Linked DNA regions of Macaca mulatta: region 2 is linked to region 1. Evidence: chromatin contacts called from public Hi-C data. All regions are on one chromosome and are shown on one strand. Each heading gives the region's core, a stretch centred on a gene start, on an enhancer-like site or on the middle of the called end of the contact. The rest is flanking DNA. Distances are from core to core; before and after follow the strand shown. Region 1 holds the start of IRAK2 (interleukin 1 receptor associated kinase 2). Region 2 overlaps IRAK2 (interleukin 1 receptor associated kinase 2).

Region 1 (6,017 bases), core at 1,604-4,103:
GAGAAAAAGAAGAGGACCTTTATTCTCTTTTGCCTCCATGTGCCTGGGATGGAGATGCTTCTCCACCCAGCCTACGGCAAACCATCATTACAGTTCCCAAGTCCACGTTCAGCCACTGCGGAAAACACGGGACTTCCTTGAAAAGCAGGCTTAGAACACTATGTCCCACTTTCAACATCAAAAAGGACATCATAGTAATCCTTTATTGGGCTCAGCACTTCACAGTTGATCTTGAGCATTTTGGAGTCCATTTGGGCTTCATAACACTCCTTCCAAGTGGCTGCAGCAGGAGACCTAGTTTCCAAAAGGGAAAACAGAACTGGCTCAAAGGACTAAGAGCTGGAGAGGGGCTGAACCAGGGCTCCAGTCTTGATAGGACTCCAAGGCCAGTGGGTGCTTTTTCAAGACCACCAATGACAGCTACCACTTTTTGGGCACATTCTCTGTGCGAGGAAAGTCCTGTAGTAGGTGTTCTATATAGGCTGTGTAATTTGATTTATTCCACTCCCCTCACAACTCTAAGCCACAGGAATGAGCAGGCCCACTTTACAGATACTGGAAACAAGTCTTGACAAATGAAATGAGTTGTCCAGAGTCACAAAGCCTGTTGGTGGCAGAACGGCAACTTGGTCCTAGGACTGCTCACTTTGATTTCAGTTTACTCCTTTTGCAGCGCTCCTCCATAGCTGATGGCCACAGCTACACAGTGGTACCTACTCTAGTTACTTACCTGTCCTTTGTGACCTCACCTAATCTCTTGGAATCTATTTACTTCTGTGTAAAATGGAGATAATAATATCTATAGTATAGGCTTGTAAGAATGACATAAGATCATTTTTGCAAAGTACATTGTAGATACATTTAAGTGTATCTGTATTTACAACATACTTTAGCCAGTGGTGATGAAGAGCCTGGGGTCAGAATGCTTAGGTTCAAATGATTTTAACCTCTCTGTGCCTTAGTTTCCTTGTTTGTAGAATGGGGGTCTACCTACCTACCTCAAAGGGTCATTGTAAGGAGTAAGTAAAGTAACCCAGGTGAAGGCTACACACAGTAAGTGCTCAATAAATACTAGCTACTATATATTATACATATATGTGTGTGTATATACACACACACACACACACACACACACACACACACACACACTGTGAGTTCTGTTCCTTGTACCCTCTTTGTTTATTTAGAGACAGGGTCTTACTCTCACCCAGGCTGGAGTACAGTGGTGCAATCTTGGCTTACTGCAATCTCCACCTCCTGGGCTCAAGTAATCCTCCTACCTTAGCCTCCCAAGTATCTGGGACTACAGGCACATGCCACCATGCCTGGCTAATTTTTGTAGAGACAGGGTCTTGCTCTATTTCCCAGACTGGTCTCAAACTCCTGGGCTCAAGCGATCTGCCTGCCTCTGCCTCCCAAAGTGCTCGGGTTATAGGCGGGAGCCGCCACACCCAGCCCCTTATACCCTATTTAATAATCCAATTTGTCCTGCAGTCCCCTGTACCATACTCTGCTTTTCCCCCAGTAATAGTTATCATCTTCTAAGATAATGCAATTAGCCACCTGCACTCCCTTTTACCACCCTCTACTTTCATTCTTTTTTCTTTTTTTCTTTCTTTTTTTTTCAGAGAAAGGGTCTCATTCTGTCACTCAAGCTGCAGTGCAGTCATAGCTTACTGCAGTCTCAAACTCCTGGGTTCAAGAGATCCTACCCCCTTAGCCTCCTGAGTAGCTGGGAGTATAAGTATGCACTACTATGCTTGGCTCATTTTAAAATTTTTTGTAGAGGCCGGGCGCAGTAGCTCACGCCTCTAATCCCAGCACTTTGGGAGGCCGAGGTGGGTGGATCACGAGGTCAGGAGTTCAAGACCATCCTGGCCAACGTGGTGAAACCCTGTCTCTACTAAAAATACAAAAATTAGCTGGGCATGGTGGTGCGTGTTTGTAATCCCGGCTACTCGGGAGACTAAGGCATGAGGATTGCTTGAACCAGGACCCGGGAGGCAGAGGTTGCAGTGAGCCGAGATTGCGTCACTGCACTCCAGCCTGGGCTACAGAGTGAAACTCCCTCTCAAAAAAAAAAATTTTTTTTTGGTAGAGATAGGATCTTGCTATCCTGCCCAGGCTTCTACTTTCATTCTCCAACATAATCTGCCTATTTTTTTTTTTTTGTTTTTTGAGACAGAGTCTCGCTCTATCGCCCAGGCTGGAGTGCAGTGGCCTGATCTGGGCTCACTGCAAACTCCGCCTCCCGGGTTCACGCTGTTCTGCCTCAGCCTCTTGAGTATCTGGAACTACAGGCGGCCACCACAACGCCTGGCTAAAATGCCTGGCTAATTTTTTTTGTATTTTTAGTAGAGATGGGGTTTCACCGTGTTAGCCAGGATGGTCTTGATCTCCTGACCTCGTGATCCGCCCGCCTCTGCCTCCCAAAGTGCTGGGATTACAAGCATGAGTCACCGCGCCTGGCCTTGTCTGCCTATTTTTATTGCTTATTGTTTGTCTCCCTCCAGGACAAGGATTTTGTCCTTCTCTTCAGAGGTATTCCCAGCACCTACAACAGTGCCTGGCTCATAGTAGCTGCACAATACATATTAGCTACTATAGTAAAGTCTACCTGACTACCCTATTTAATAGAATATTCCCCACACTCAATCTGAATTCCTGATTCTCTTTAACCAACGTTTTTGCCTTTTTTTGCAATAGTACTTATTGCCGTTTAAGACACTCTGTAGCTTATTATTTTGTAAGCCTCATGAAAGCAAGGATTTTTGTATGTCTCCCCTCCCCTCCCCTCCCCTCCCCTCCCCTTCCCTCCCCTCCCCTTCCCTCTCTCCTCTCTCCTCTCTTCGTGAGACGGAGTCTCGCTCTGTCGCCGGGGCTGGAGTGCAGTGGCCGGATCTCAGCTCACTGCAAGCTCCGCCTCGTGGGTTTATGCCATTCTCCTGCTTCAGCCTCCCGAGCAGCTGGGACTACAGGCGCCCGCCACCTCGCCCGGCTAGTTTTTTTTTTTTTTTTTGTATTTTTAGTAGAGACGGGTTTCACCGTGTTAGCCAGGATGGTCTTGATCTCCTGACCTCGTGATCCGCCCGCCTCGGCCTCCCAAAGTGCTGGGATTACAGGCGTGATCCACCGCGCCCGGCTGTAGGCTTTCTTATTCAGGTATCACCAACACCTAGGGCAGTGCCTGGCATACAGTAGGTAATTAATGGAGTATTTGATGAGCGCATGAGACATGGTGTAGTGCCCATGGAAGTGGAGTCAGAAGGCCGCCTGCCGCTGCGGCAGAATTCCCATGTGGCCTTCTCCCCCGGGGCCTCAGTTTCCCCTCGCAGTTCCGATCCTCTGGCCGGCGCTGGGGTGGAGCCGGCGGGGCCGTCGTGCTGCCCGTGGCCGCTAGGGACGCTGGTGCCCTCCCGTCCCGCCCACTTCCCGGCCGGTCCGCCCCCAGCTAGAGAAGCCCCAGCCCGCGGTGTCCGATCCAGTTGCCCAGCGCCGGAGCCCCGTAGCGCGCCATGGCCTGCTACATCTACCAGCTGCCCTCCTGGGTGCTGGACGACCTGTGCCGCAACATGGACACGCTCAGCGAGTGGGACTGGATGGAGTTCGGTAAGTACGGCCCGGGGAGGGGAGGGGGCCAGAGCGACTGGTGCCCCCAGCGATCCCGCCAGCCGCCAAGCTCCCTCGGGCACCCGGGTTAAGCGGGTCCCGATCAGAGGGCGTGCGAGCTAAGCATCCTGGACTGGGCCCGCCGCGGACCTTGGCCCGTCACCTGAAGGTGCCGCGTGGTCTCTGAGGACGTCTATCGGGAGCTCTGTCGCCGAGCTGGGGCCGCCGCCACTGCGCTCTGAGTCCAGAGAACGGTGGGTGCTGGGGCCCTCCTGTCACCGCTGCTGGCTCCGTGACGGCGCCGGGTGGACATCCAGCCCACAACTGCGTGCGAAATGCGAGCCTCGACCCCGTCCTGCAGACAGCGCGGGCAAGTGCGCGGGGGCTTGGCGACCGAGCTGCAGAGGGTCTCTCAGGGACCACGGTGCTGTCACTCCTTGGGTGTGTGTGTGTGTGTGTGTGTGTGTGTGTGTGTGTGTGTGTGTGTGTGTGTGTGTTTAGTTTTAGTGTATATTAGAAGGATCTATTACTTAACATATATATATATATATATATATATATATATATATATATATATATATATAGAAAGAAACGGAGTTTCGCTGTTGTCGCACAGGCTGGAGTGCAATGGCACGATCTCTGGCTCACTGCAACCTCTGCCTCTCGAGTTCAAGCGATTCTCCTTCCTTAGCCTCCTGAGTAGGTAAGATTACAGGCGCTCGCCACCACCCCAATTAATTTTTTGTATTTTTAGTAGAGACGGGGTTTCACCATGTTGGTCAAGCTGGTCTGGAACTCTTGATCTCAGGTGATCCACCTGCATCTGCCTCCCAAAGTGCTGGGATTACAGACGTGAGCCACTGCGCCCAGCGTATTTATCATATTTGTGATTAAATGCATGTTACCATTGTAGTTTTAAAATCAAATATTTACTTTTAGTATACATTTTTGGATCACAGTATTTATGACTATAAACCTGTTTTGAGATCAGATGTGTCCTAGTAGGTTCAGTGTGTATAATGTGGCCTAAGCACAGGCACTTACTTTCACTCTATCGCAAGGTGCACAGTTGTCGAAAATTCCGTGGGAAGGCACTCAGGCAACCTCCGTATTTTGTATTTGTTGGTGCCTGATGGATGACTGGCGGAGGGCCATGGCCTCTGCTGGGGGTTGCTTGCCTGTTGTCTCTGCTTTCCAAGTGGAGATCTGCATTCCAGACTCTTGCTGTATGACTTTGGGTCCGTTTCTTAACCTCTCTGAGCCTCAGCTTCTGAATCTGTATGTAAACTGGATATGATAATTATAGCTTCTTCATAAAGTTGTGAGGAATGAAAATATTGTATAAGAGCACCAACACCTAAGTGTTAAATATTCTTATAAGTCATAAGTTGTAATCTTTCTTTTTATTTTTTGAGACAGTCTCATTTTGTGGCCCAGGCTGGAATGCAGTGGTGTGATCTCAGCTCACTGCAGCTTCTGCCTCCTGGGTTCAAGTGATTCTCCTGCCTCAGCCTCCCGAGTAGCTGGGATTACAGGCAGCTGCCACCACACCCAGCTAATTTTTATGTTTTTAGTAGAGATGGGGTTTCACCATGTTGGCCAGGCTGGTCTTGAACTCCTGACCTCAGGTGATTCGCCCGCCTTGGCCTCCCAAAGTGCTGGGATTACAGGTGTGAGCCACTGCGCCTGGTCCTGGCTTCATTACTTTGAATATCTCCTGGGCAGTGGACAAACTTTGCATGGGACTCCCTCTCATTTTTTCCACATTGGCCCAGCCCTCAGTTACAAATGTCAGAACAACTTCTGTTTCTAGGAAATTCAATTAGAAGGCACACCTATGAGTTAAAAAAAAAAAAAAAAAAAAGGTTTATTGAGATATTCACATACCATACCATACACCTGTTTAAAGAGTACAATTTAGTGGCATTTAGTATATTCCCAGGGCTGTGTATCCATCTTCACAATCAATCTTAGAACATTTTAATCACCCTAAGAAGAAACTGTACCCCTTAACTGCCAATCCCCTCCTTCCATTTTCCCAAGTTTTAGACATTGCCTATTCTGGACATCTCATATAAATGGAACCATAATATATAGTGCTCTGTGACTGACTTGTTTCAGCTAGCATAAGGTTCATCCATGTTGTAGCATGCATCAGTACTTAGTTTCTTCTTATTATAGGATAATGTTCCATGGGATGGATATACTATATTTTATTCATTTATCAGTTGTTGGGCATTGGGTTCCTTTCACTTTTGGGCCATTATGAATAGTGCTGCTGTGAACACTCACGTACAAGGTTTTGTGCAGTGGTGCAAACATAGCTTACCGCAGCCTCAACCTCCTGGGCTCAAGCGATCCTCCTGTCTCCTGAGTAGCTGGAACTAGAGGTGTGCACCGCCGTGCCC
Region 2 (6,017 bases), core at 1,173-3,672, 60 kb after region 1:
GGCAGATCACGAGGTCAGGAGATCAAGACCATCCTGGCTAACATGGTGAAACACTGTCTCTACTAAAAATACAAAAAAAAAAAAAAAAGACAGAGTCTCAGGTTCATGCCCTTCTCCTGCCTCAGCCTACCGAGTAGCTGGGACGACAGGCACCTGCCACCACTCCCGGCTAATTTTCTGTATTTTTAGTAGAGATGGGGTTTCACCGTGTTAGCCAGGATGGTCTCGATCTCCTGACCTCGTGATCCGCCCACCTTGGCCTCCCAAAGTGCTGGGATTACAGGCATGAGCCACCGTGCCTGGCCAAAAAAAAATTTTTTTTGAAACAGGGTCTTGCTCTTTTGCCCAGGCTGGAGTACAGTGGTGCAATCTCTGCTCACCGCAGCTTCCCATCTCAGCCTCCCAAGTAGCTGGGACTACAGGCATGCACCACCATGCCCAGCTAAATTTGTTTTAGTGGAGATGAGGTCTTGCCATGCTGCCCACGCTGGTCTCAAACTCCTGGGCTCAGGTGATCCTCCTGTCTCGGCCTCACGAAGTATTGGGATTACAGGCACGAGTCACTACACCTGGCCTGCACTAAATATCGGTACACATGTGGCTTAGCTTTTTCCCATTTTGGAGTATGTTCTCAGTGTTTGCTCCTGTGGGTTAGATGACTGGGTCAAATGATTTTTTTTTTTTTTTGAGACAGTGTGTCACTCTGTTGCCCAGGCTGGAGTGCACCTCTGCCTCCTGGGTTCAAGCGATTCTCCTGCCTCAGCCTCCTGAGTAGCTGGGACTACAGGCGCCTACCACCACACCTGGCTAATTTTTGTATTTTTGGTAGAGATGGAGTTTCAGCATGTTGGCCAGGCTGGTCTTGAACTCCTGACCTCAGGTGATCTGCCCATCTCTGCCTCCCAAAGTGCTGGGATTACAGGCATGAGCCACTGTGCCTGGCTAAGAGGGATTTTTTTTTTTTTTAACATGATCTGGGGCAGGTTTAGTCACAAAGGATGCTGGCCACTTAGACCTGAGTCAGCCATGCCAGAGCTGGGGGTTGGAACAGTTGTGGAAGAGACCGAGTCTGCACAACCTATAGGCTTGGCAAGCTGAGGCTGATCAGGGTTGGCGTCTGTGGGAATTAGGGAGGCTGCACTTCTTTGGCCACATTCCTGGGGCAGCAAGACTAATTCTGAACTCCATCTCCATTTGCTGGAGGGAGTATGCTCCTGATGTCCTCTCTTCCCCAGTCAGGGCTGCCTCAGAAGCTCCATGCTGAGGGTCTTTAGAGACCTCAACTTGCAGGAGCCGATGTTGCTCTGCCACTATATTGTCTCCCCAAAGGGTCTCCATGGCAACCTGTTGTTATCCAGCTCAAAATGAGAAGGTTCTCTCCCCTTTCGTTTCCACAGCTCTAATGTCTTGCTGGACCAAAATCTCACCCCCAAGCTTGCTCACCCAATGGCTCACCTGTGTCCTGTCAACAAAAGGTCAAAATACACCGTGATGAAGACTCACCTGTTCCAGGCGTCAGTTGCGTATCTGCCAGAGGATTTCATCCGGGTGGGGCAGCTGACGAAGCGAGTGGACATCTTCAGCTGTGGAATAGTAAGAGCGTCCTTCTCTGCTTAGACTGGGGCCCGCCCTGATTTGTCCTTCCCACAGCTCCTTTGTAATCACAGGATACGGTAGAGGCACACAGACGGGTTCCATCAAAGTTCAGCAGGGGCTGTCAAACCGTGGCCCACAGGCCACTCTGGCCTGTGGCCTATTTTGTGTGGTCTGTGAGCTAAGAGTAGTTCTACATTTATAAAGGATTATATTTTTAAACCAAAGAATATGTGATAGAGACTGAACATGCCCCACAAAATCTCACATATTTACTGTGTGGCCTGTTACAGAAGAAATTTGCCAGCCCTTGAAGGAAAACCGCTCATGAGTATCCAGGTTCTAGTAGGCTCCAGATATCCTCTCCTGACTTCCCTATTCCCATCAGCCATCCACCTGTCCATCCAATTGTCTATTTGTCCTTATTTGTTCATCGCTGTCCGATCATCCATCCACTCTTTAGCTGCCCATCCATTCAGCGACCGTTGACCCACCCAGCATCCCATCCTGCCACCACCACCATCCTTGTCTGCCATTGTGTTGTGCCAGGCACTAGGAATATGAATGTAACGAAAACACAGCCCTCCCCTCAGGAGCTCATGGTCTGCGTGTAGCAGTCTACAGAGTATATTTCTGTAGAACTCCAATTCCTTTGGATCTCTAGGATTGGTGGGTTAAAAGGTTTATGCCTTGACAGGCTTGGAAATATTGCATTAGGCAAAGCCAAGCAGGTTTCTTTACCACAAGATTAATTCAAGCTGGTAGGATGGTAATGAGCCTTTAATCTGGGACTTGTGAATTCACCAGAGAGGGGTATGCAGTGTTTCCCAAGCTCATTTGACTGTGGAACCTTGTTTTCTCAGAATATCTGTCCTCGTCAGTGTTCCATGGAACCCAGTCTGGGAAATGCTGCTGAGAAGAATGACAGTCAGGTTGGCTTCAGCCAAGTGCATACAGCTGCCCTGTGGGCCTCACCCTCTCTTCTTCTCTAGCCTTGAACTCTGTACTTCCTCTCTCTGACCACAGTCTCCTGTCTACCTCTGCCACTAGAACCGTGGCCCTGAGTCACCTCTGCCCTCAGCAAGAACCCCAGATTCTGTACCCCTGTGTCTCCCAGCAGGTTCCTCTGCCTCCCTCAGCCCCACTGCGAGTTGTTCAGTGAAGCTCAGCAGGGCTAGTCCAGGCTCCTGCTCCTTTAAGAACCAGGTGGGGCCGGGCGCGGTGGCTCACGCCTGTAATCCCAGCACTTTGGGAGGCCGAGGCGGGCGGATCACAAGGTCAGGAGATCGAGACCACGGTGAAACCCTGTCTCTACTAAAAATACAAAAAATTAGCCGGGCGCGGTGGCGGGCGCCTGTAGGCCCAGCTACTCGGGAGGCTGAGGCAGGAGAATGGCGTAAACCCAGGAGGCGGAGCTTGCAGTGAGCCGAGATCACGCCACTGCACTCCAGCCTGGGCGACAGAGCGAGACTCCGTCTCAAAAAAAAAACAAAAAACAAAAAAAAAAAAACAAAAAAAAAAGAACCAGGTGGATGGGCAGGGAGTGGTGGCATACGCCTGAAATCTCAGTACTTTGGGAGGCCGAGGTTGCAGTGAGCCAAGATCATACTATTGTACTCCAGGCTGGGCAAAAGAGCCAGACTCTGTCTAAAAAAAAAAAAAAAAGAAAAGAACTGGGGGATGGAACCCCTAGGCCCAGCTCAGTTACCTTCAGCTGTGTGACCTACACCCAGCACCTCTGTCTCTGGGCCTCAGTTATGCTTTCTGTAAGATGGGGCTAACGATATACATGGAGACAAATGGGATAATATATGTAAGCAGGTGAGCATGGTACCTTGCACCCTGCACCTACCAAGAATATTATGATGACTGTGGTTATTGTTATTCCCACCTTTACACCCTCCTTCTGATATCTGTTTACTCTTGACCCTCTAACCAGTGTGTTAGTGTCACAGGTGACTTCCTCATCCATCCATTCACTCTCCCGCTCATCCACCCACGCACCCACCCTTGCACCCACTCACCCATCCACCTACCCACCTGTCCACCCATGTACCCACCCTCCCTCCTACCCTCCCAGCCACCCACCCACCCATCCATCCACCCATTTATCCACCTACCCACACATTCACCCATCCATCCATTCATCTACCACCCATCCGTCCATTCATTCATTGAATGCCCCCTGTCTCCTGCCACCCTTTTGCTCAGCCCTGCCTCTGGTTGACTGAAATGATTTTGAACTTTGACTTCTCCTGTGGGCAGCACAGTGCATTGCTCAGTGTTTTTTGGTGAGTGCTCAGTGACCTCTATAAAGGACTTGGCTCAGAGCCTGCCCTGTGAAAGGGGCACAGGAAATCTTTGTTTATTCATTTCCCCTTGTTCCATCCCTTCCTGGCAGGGACCTGTCAGGAGTCCCTTTTCAATTGGCTCCTGTCCCACTTGCAGCAGTGATGCCCTCTGCTGCCCTCTTCTGGTCACTGCCAGTCTGTTATTAATCCTGGGTGGTTTCAAACCTTTATCCTTTTTCCTCCAGGCTTGGAGGGATTCTTGGCTATAAATGTGACCCTATTCTGACTTGCTTCGAGAGATGCTGTGGGAGAGAGATTCCACACTAAGTGTGTGGTATTCACACCTTTAATATTCACAACTGCTAGTCCCCATTTAACAGATGAGGACACTGAGGCTCAGGTTTTAGTTACTTGCCTAAAGATCACCTGAGCATGTAAGGAACAGAGTCAGAATTTGAACTCAGGCCTGACTGTAGAGCCCTTAACCATCATGGCATTGTCTCTACTGAGAAACCCTGTTCAAAGCAGGTTTCCTGTTTATGAAGACATATATCATGGTTTGCCAATTTTCTGGTGACTTACATGTATACAGGGCTGTGCTCCTTGTGCGAGTGGCTGCACTAATGAATAATGTTAGGAAAGGCCTGTGAGTGAAACATGCTATGGATGCTGCAAGATTTGTCTGGAAGAGATACCTGCCTGCATGCAGACTCCTTCCTTTCCTGAGATTCACACAGCAATGCCTGCTTGCCATAGCTGAAGGATTTTCTTTTCTTTTCTTTTCTTTTTGAGACGGAGTCTTGCACTGTTGCCCAGGCTGGAGTGCAGTGGTGCAATCTCAGCTTACTGCAAGCTCTGCCTCCTGGGTGCACGCCGTTCTCCTGCCTCAGCCTCCCGAGTAGCTGGGACTACAGGCGCCCACCATCATGCCCGGCTAATTTTTTGTATTTTTAGCAGAGACGGGGTTTTACCATGTTAACCAGGATGGTCTCGATTTCCTGACCTCGTGATCCACCTGCCTCGGCCTCCCAAAGTGCTGGGATTACAGGGGTGAGCCGACGCATCTGGCCAGCTGTAGGATTTTTAAATGAAACAATCTTGGGCCGGGCGCGGTGGCTCAAGCCTGTAATCCCAGCACTTTGGGAGGCCGAGACGGGCGGATCACGAGGTCAGGAGATCGAGACCATCCTGGCTAACCCGGTGAAACCCCGTCTCTACTAAAAAATACAAAAAACGAGCCAGGTGAGGTGGTGGGCGCCTGTAGTCCCAGCTACTTGGGAGGCTGAGGCAGGAGAATGGCATAAACCCGGGAGGCGGAGCTTGCAGTGAGCCGAGATCCGGTCACTGCACTCCAGCCTGGGCGACAGAGCGAGACTCCGTCTCAAAAAAAAAAAAAAGAAGAAACAATCTTTAAAAAATAGTGTGTATAGGCCGGGCGCGGTGGCTCAAGCCTGTAATCCCAGCACTTTGGGAGGCCGAGATGGGCGGATCACAAGGTCAGGAGATCGAGACCATCCTGGCTAACATGGTGAAACCCCGTCTCTACTAAAAATACAAAAAACTAGCCGGGCGAGGTGGCGGGCGCCTGTAGTCCCAGCTACTCGGGAGGCTGAGGCAGAAGAATGGCGTAAACCCGGGAAGCGGAGCTTGCAGTGAGCTGAGATCCAGCCACTGCACTCCAGCCTGGGCGACAGAGCGAGACTCCGTCTCAAAAAAAAAAAAAAAATAGTGTGTATATACGGGTGTGTATCTATCTATATCTATCTATACCTATATATCTTATGGTAATATACATAAACACACATACACGTGAATTTTTGAAAACCATCTTCTCTGCCTGGCTATCAATTAATTACAACCTTCCACTGGCAGCTTGGTGGCATCTTTAATTGGGGGAGGAGGTGTTTAGTGATATTCCCACGTTCCAGATTTTGGGCAGGTGTGTCTGCTGGCAATGGCAGAGCTGTGCCTCGAGCTCAGACTTTGCAACTGAGAAGACAGAATCTACGGCCTGGCTGTTTGTACAAGTGTCTGAACCATGCTAACTCACGTTCTGTTCTCTCCAGGTGTTGGCCGAGGTCCTCACTGGCATCCCTGCAATGGATAACAACCGAAGCCCGGTTTACCTGGTAA

What was found. A called contact is a pair of places that touch in the nucleus more often than the background predicts.
Region 2: a Hi-C map of blood shows a contact between it and region 1, with 2.8 times the contacts expected there. The contact joins the enhancer-like site here to the promoter of IRAK2 in region 1. A contact is called at or near these places in 4 of 14 Hi-C or Micro-C datasets (CD4 T cells, blood, cortical neurons and 1 more).

What each region holds. Positions count from the first base shown.
Region 1 is chr2:149,007,714-149,013,730 of T2T-MMU8v2.0, forward strand. It overlaps IRAK2 (interleukin 1 receptor associated kinase 2), which reads left to right and starts at 2,854. Exons shown (of 13, transcript XM_001090790.5): 1 at 2,854-3,609. The coding sequence starts at 3,516.
Region 2 is chr2:149,068,614-149,074,630 of T2T-MMU8v2.0, forward strand. IRAK2 (interleukin 1 receptor associated kinase 2) reads left to right here. Exons shown (of 13, transcript XM_001090790.5): 9 at 1,398-1,593; 10 at 5,951-6,013. Among named protein-coding and RNA genes, the nearest start is that of TATDN2, 25 kb to the right of the region's middle. Within about 2 kb of position 2,423, at least 11 of the 40 cell types and tissues checked have an H3K27ac peak or open chromatin away from gene starts, as enhancers often do. A contact at or near this core is called in CD4 T cells and blood, where this site is marked.